Linked DNA regions of Sus scrofa: region 1 is linked to region 2. A link is a contact called in public HiChIP or PLAC-seq data. All regions are on one chromosome and are shown on one strand. The core of a region is the stretch at or near the end of the contact, and the rest is flanking DNA. Distances in the headings are between cores, read along the strand shown.

Region 1 (3,331 bases), core at 190-2,689, 81 kb before region 2:
AAGATTTTTAACAGATCACCCTCAAAAGTAATTATAGGGGGAAGAAAAGATATAAAGAGGCAAACACAGGATTTATGCTAAGCCTGTGGCCCATACATAGGATCATAAATAAAGGCAGCTAAGGAAAAATACCAACATGCTTATCAGCACTTATCTCTGGGTAATAATTACACTTGTACTCCCCAGGGTTTCAGCAGAAAAGGGATGAAATGCTAAGTAATTTAAGGACAGTGTATGAAGAACCATTTGCAAGATATGGGTGCAGAATGGTACAGGTTCCCAGGGTAGGCCCCATTACCAGCCAACACTAGCAGACGCTGGGAAGGGTGGAGGGAGTGGTTTCCTGAACCTGCAGAGAAAAACTCTACTGAGAGGGCTGCTTGATAGGAGCAGTGCCCTTCAATCAAGGGGTAGCCAGCTGGCAGCAACCCCACTGGGAGGAAGCAAAAGAAATAAAAAGCCTAACTTGATCCACACCAGCAAAACCCAAGGAGAAGTCAGAAGGCAAGGGGGCCTTTGGATACAGGTCAGCCTCCAGGTATCTGGCAACTTGGAAAAGGATGGATCTAGAGAAACAAACTGGGTGGTTCAGTTTTCCTTTTTATTCCTTAACTGAATTTTCTATATTTTCTCCACTGAGTATGTAAAATGTATATTTCATAGCTTTACTTTTTTTTCTCCTCCTGTGGCATTTCGAGCTTGTCATTCTTTGCAGTGGGTTGGATAACAAATAAAATAAGGGTGAGTCAAAAAAAGACTAAAATAAGCAGGAGGGAAGATGAGAAATGGAAAGGCTTGCCTAAGGAGTGATGCAGGGGACATAAAGGACACACTTGGTGGCTAAAGAAAATAGGCATCTGGGTGTCACTGTTCCAGCTCCACCCTGCTCTGCACTTTAAAGACTAATGGTAATATAAACAATGGTAATTTTTAAAGGAATTTTTTAAGGGACTTTCCTGCGTCTCTTTCGACATATCCAGTCAGCCCTGAATGAAAACATCATTTCCGAGTTGTCATGACCTTTTTTCAGGATCCTGAAACCATTTTGGCTTCTCTTGTCTCTGATCTAAATGCATTTGCTTTCAAACCCCAAATGGTCACTGTTGCAACTGTAACAAATCAAGCACAATCCATATCCAACAGATCTTACAGACATGACAAGTTCTTGCAAAGGTCAAATCAAGCAAACCAGAGTCACTGGCTAATTGCATGCAGGTCAAATTAGAAATAAGTTGTGTGGTCTCCACTTCCTCAGAGCTCAGTTCTGGAAGGCTAACACCCTGCTCTTCAGAAGTCCCCACTGTGCATCTAAGATGCCTGGGCTAATCCAGTAGAGGGCAATGGTAGATCTAGAAGCCTGGCCCTCTGCAAGCCCTCTGCCAGCTCCAAATGGCTTCATCTACGCCAGGCACACAAGGTCACCTGAGTTCCTTTCTCCCATCACAGTCTGGTCTGTGGCTGCTCCCTTGGCAACCCTGCTGCTGCTGCCAGCAGTCATGAGAACAGGAATTATGACCTTCGCTCAAACTGCAGCCCTGAAAACAAAAGCCACAGCACCTTTGGCCTCAGCAACATCTAATTTATGGCTAAGTTGCCTGGCTGTATATTTCAGACCCAAGGTAGCCTTTGAGTGAGGAAGGCAGGGTACTACTCCATTAAAGGGGCAGTGGGAGAGCCAATAAGTTCCAAAGCAGAGGTTCAAGCCAAATCAAGAAGGAATCCAAGGACAGAAAGAATGCCAGAGAGGTGAGGGCGGTTATGAACTAGCAAAAGGATTTTTCAATTGGAAAATTTCAAATATGATTCGCTGGTAAATACCCCTGGAGATCTCAAGCCCCTGGGATTTTCTAGAAACAGGTGATATAAGACAAGCTGGGGAAGCACATTGTGCAAGTGTCCCTAGTGGAACTTAACTTTCCTACTAAGGGAAAAAACTTTAGTACTTTGCATTGAACCATTTATATGCAATCAAGCATTAGTCTTCCTCTCAATGGCACATAAAAATAGAAAGCATCAATGGGAGAGCTGGAAGAGACTCTAGAAATCACTGCTTTTAATTTGCTAAGCAAAGGAACCCTTTTAAAAGATAAATCTTATATATAACCTCAAACTATTTAGAATAGATGAGAGAAATATTTTATTGATATAAATTCACAAGTTCATATTTCTGTGGAACACTATAAAGCTAGTCACCAAGAACAAGGAAGTTCTTTGGATAAATGAGATCAGAATTTAGAGATGACTTGCAGCCATACATCAGTCTTAGAACCTAATTTTTTTTTTTTTGTATTTTCTTTGCAACTACTTTTGAGGGTGATGACACTGATTCCCACAGATAAATTGCTGCTGATGGTGAAGATGTTTTTGTAACAGCTTTTTTTTTTCCAGCGTTGGGGTGTTCTTTCATTAAACAGAACAAAATAAGTTTCACTGCAAAGTTTTTACTAAAACAAGTTAACATTGGCCATGTTTTAAGAAGATGTGGTCTCCAAAGAGTTAAAAGATTTTTTTTTTTAAATTATTGCTTTTCTTCCTGGGTACATAGCTCAAACCATGTTTGCCAGCCTTCTTTGCAGCCATTTGTCTGAGACTGAGCTAATGAAACATGAGCAAAGCTGATCCACACCACTCCCAAACCCCACATGGGCAAATTTGCCACAGGCAACCCTCCAACACTTGCCTCCCAGTATGATGGCTGGAAAAGTTTTCTAAGATCCAGAGAGGAGGACAAGACCCCAAGATTAAAGGAGCCTGGGCTCCCCCAAGAATCACATAGGACACCACCTGCAGACCAGGAACTTCTTACTGGATTTGGAATAACTAGTAGTAAACTTTAGAACTTTGTTACATCAGCTAATGTTATTTACGATTCATAATATAATGGTTAAGGTAAATATGGAGATAATATTTGAGTCAAATGTTCACAGAACCCCCTGAAACACTTATCCATGATTTGAGAAACACTTAGCCATGATTTGAGAAACACTTAGCCATGATTTGAGAAACACTTAGCCATGATTTGAGAACTAGAGCTTTGATCCAAATATATACAGAAAGGTATGTCTCCTTTGGTACAGGACAGAAAGAACCCTCACTCAAAGCTGCCAAAACATCAAGAGGGCTTTTAGTAACTGGTGAGAAGACTAATATGATCAAGATAACTTCTGTTTTTACGCAATACTCTGAGAAGCGTATGGCTTCGTTCTCTCCCATCCCAAACCATTATCAGCCTGGCACACCCACCTTCTATAATCTCTGATGACTCGCCTGCTAAACCTGCCATACTTGAGGGTATAAGAGGGAGAAAGGCCTCTTCTTTCTTCTAAAAAAA
Region 2 (3,556 bases), core at 760-3,259:
GCACAGTTAATGTTCCCTATCTCTTTGCCCTCTTGATCTGTTTCACTAACTCACCCCACTCCTTCCCAGGTGTGGTCTCCAGCCCACCTACAAGTGGCCCCAGAAAAGAAGTCCAGCCATTAGACTTTGACAAAAGATGTAACTTGCCAGCTCCACCAGCTCTAAAGGCTAAATAAACCTCAAGTGGCCCCAGAAAAGAAGTCCAGCCATTAGACTTTGACAAAAGATGTAACTTGCCAGCTCCACCAGCTCTAAAGGCTAAATAAACCTCAAGTGGCCCCAGAAAAGAAGTCCAGCCGTTAGACTTTGACAAAAGATGTAACTTGCCAGCTCCACCAACTCTAAAGGCTAAATAAACCTCCAGTCCTTCCTTTCGCCCATTGTCCCATCCCACATCTGCATTTTTTTGCACCAGAAAGTCAACATCTTACAATCATCTTTATCTTTTTTCTAAAGCTAGATTTCTTCTGGGTGATTAGGCATCACGTGTTGGTAAAGCTGCATTGCCCAGTCCAGTAGGCACGAGCCCTGGGAGGATGTTGAGCATTTAACATGTGGCTGGTCCAAACTGAGATGTGCTGTAAGTATAAAATATGTAGCAAATTTTGAAGACTTAGTACAATTAAGAAATGTAAACTATCGCATTAATAACTTTTATGTTGGTTATATGTTGGCATGATGATAGATATATTGAGTAAAGTGAAATATAGAAATAAAATTTATTTCATCTGCTTGCTTCTTTTTACCTTTTTTTTTTTTTTCTTTTTAGGGCTGTATCTGTGGCATAAGGAAGTTCCTGGGCCAGGGGTCAAATCAGATCTGTAGCTGGGGCCTATGCCATAGCCACAGCAACATGGGGTCGGAGCAGCTATTGCAACCTATGCCACAGTTTGTGGCAACTCCAGATCTTTCACCCACGGAGCAAGGCCAGCAATTGAAACCACATACTCACTGGGTCCTTAACCTGCTGAGCCACAATAGGAACTCCATTTCTACCTTTTGAAATGTAGCTACTAGAAAGTGTTAAGTCACATGTGCACACATTATATTTCCATTGGGCTGTGCTGCTGGAGATCTTAAGTTCCACGAGATCAAGGCCACCTTGTTCATGAGTGTATTCCCAGCTATACTGGCACAACACCTGGCAGATAGGAACAAGATTAATAAATACATTTGAAAGAATAAAGCTTTCTAGACAATAGGGATTTATGTGTAGGAGTCTTCTTTATAGAAAAAGAGGAATCAAAGACAATCAGCTGGCAATAAGGGAGTCGAGCCGCTCACCTCTCCAGCACTGCATGTTCTCTGCCCACCATGGGCCTCAGAGCTCCCTTCAGCCTTGCACATTTAGTTATGAAATAGGGTCTAAACTGGATCAAATGAGCAGCATATCCATCTAAAACTGAATAGTTAGGAGTTCCCGTCGTGGCACAGTGGTTAACGAATCCGACTAGGAACCATGAGGTTGCGGGTTCGGTCCCTGCCCTTGCTCAGTGGGTTAAGGATCCGGCATTGCCGTGAGCTGTGGTGTAGGTCACAGACACGGCTTGGATTTCCACGTTGCTGTGGCTCTGGCATAGGCCAATGGCTACAGCTCCGATTCGACCCCTAGCCTGGAAACCTCCATATGCCGTGGAAGCAGCCCAAGAAATGGCAAAAAGACAAAAAAAGAAAAAAAAAATGAAACAGAAAATACTGAAGAAAAGAATCCACATGCATAGCAAGAAATGATTCAAGGGCTATTAATTTGATCTAAACCACTCTCACCAAAATGATCTCATGGCGAATATCTCATTTACTTATCTCAATCCTTGGTATCAGAAAATTCTTCTTAACTTGGATTTGTGACTTGGCAAAACATTTAACACAAATGCAGCAAAGACTGGAGCGTCTAAAACGTCTAGTAATATCCTTAAAGACAGTTTTGCTTCCATGCCGCTCCCTCTCATTCACAGGCATAGACATCACTGTGAAGTGAGTCAGCGATTCCAAGTATCTGTATTGCATTACACCAAGTTCCCCAGAGCTGGCATTAGCAGTACATTGCTGGAGGGAGGAAGAAGCCAAGCTGTCCTGTGATCCCTGAAGACTAATCCAGCAAGAGACGTGCTGGTTAGTCATGGACAAGAACACAGGGATTAGAAGCTATTCAGCCAGTTGTATCAGGTGACAACAAGAAGGCAGCTGAGTGAGAGCTAAGCAAGTGGTGAGAAGGTGATCCAACACCATGGCCCTTGACACAAACACCCATTTTATCCAAGGCACAAAGCACTCCTTAATTGGAAGTATCACTCCTCTCCCCAATGAAAACGATCACTTTAGTAAAGTTTACACACCCCCAGGAAGCTACCTCTCTTTCCATCTTTCCTTGTGTTTCAAAATCCACAGAGCTGAGACCACCAGATGGTATATCCTCAGAAGTGCCATAGTCAGCTGCAAGCTCACTCAAGAACACAGAAATAGTACTGGGTTGGAAGTGAGAACTTGGGACTCCTAGCTCTTCTATCAGGTATTAATTTCAGGATCTTTGAGATGACATGTGTTATGCTGTTGCCCATAGCTGCAATCAAAGCATCACTTGGGACCCTGCTCACAGCAAACAAATTAGCAACAACCATATGACTCAAAGCACTCACTTTCCCTATCTCCAAGGCTTCTTCCACCTTAAAGAAGTCTTGGATGGTCTCAAGACCCAACAGGACACTTTAGCTTCTATGAGACTTTACCAACCCTATGTCCATCTCATCCGACATACCCAATAGAAACATACACACTTTTAGAATAAAACTAGAGGAAGGAAAAAACCCAAATAAATTTTGCTTTATAAGGCCAGAGGTGTGTAGAAATGAGTCAATGGTACTGAGCCAGAACTCTTTGAGCAACAAAACAAATAATAATAGTACTGGATTATAACCCATAGAGTAAAATAAATGAGTCCACACCGAAACAAAGAAATAAATAAACTGAGGAGAAAAGACAATTCTCCCTTACAGAAAAATTCTAATTAATAAAAGTAAAAGAAACAAGGGAAATAGAAAGTCACTGTTAGAACACCACAGCAATAATTACCATAGGCAGAACCCACAGATAGATGCTAATATTAGTGGGTGAAGTTTGAAGGGAAACAGGATATTTGCAAGGTCTCAAAATATCTCCCCCAAGATACTTATTAATAACAAAGGGAAAAATAGTAACTTTTTAGAAGAAAAACCCAGCAGATACCATCCTAACCAAGTGTTCTTAATAAATATGACCGCTAATGGGATACTGCCTCATGAATCACACGTTAGGATGCACTGAGAAGGGTGCTGACATTACGTTTGCTGGTTTCTTTCTTTTTCTTTCTTTTTTTTTTTTTTTTTTTTGTCTTTTTAGGGCCACACCCATGGCATATGGAGGTTCCCAGGCTAGGGGTCCAACCAGAGCTGTAGCTGCCGGCCTACACCACAGCCACAGCAAGGCCGGATCCCCAACCCATTGAGCAAGGCCAGGGATCAAACCCGCGTCCTCATGGATGCTAGCTGGGTTCATTAACCACTGAGCCATGACGGGAATT

What was found. HiChIP or PLAC-seq counts read pairs in DNA pulled down with a chosen protein or histone mark.
Region 1: a contact with region 2 is called in an H3K27ac HiChIP or PLAC-seq map of skeletal muscle. The contact joins two enhancer-like sites. A contact is called at or near these places in 3 of 47 Hi-C or Micro-C datasets (embryonic fibroblasts, heart right ventricle and skeletal muscle) and 2 of 2 datasets of contacts at active chromatin or transcription factors (alveolar macrophages and skeletal muscle).

What each region holds. Positions count from the first base shown.
Region 1 is chr9:126,714,994-126,718,324 of Sscrofa11.1, reverse strand. No RefSeq gene overlaps it. Among named protein-coding and RNA genes, the nearest start is that of HMCN1, 130 kb to the left of the region's middle. Within about 2 kb of position 1,439, at least 13 of the 83 cell types and tissues checked have an H3K27ac peak or open chromatin away from gene starts, as enhancers often do. A contact at or near this core is called in skeletal muscle, where this site is marked.
Region 2 is chr9:126,633,949-126,637,504 of Sscrofa11.1, reverse strand. No RefSeq gene overlaps it. Among named protein-coding and RNA genes, the nearest start is that of IVNS1ABP, 160 kb to the right of the region's middle. Within about 2 kb of position 2,009, at least 15 of the 83 cell types and tissues checked have an H3K27ac peak or open chromatin away from gene starts, as enhancers often do. A contact at or near this core is called in skeletal muscle, where this site is marked.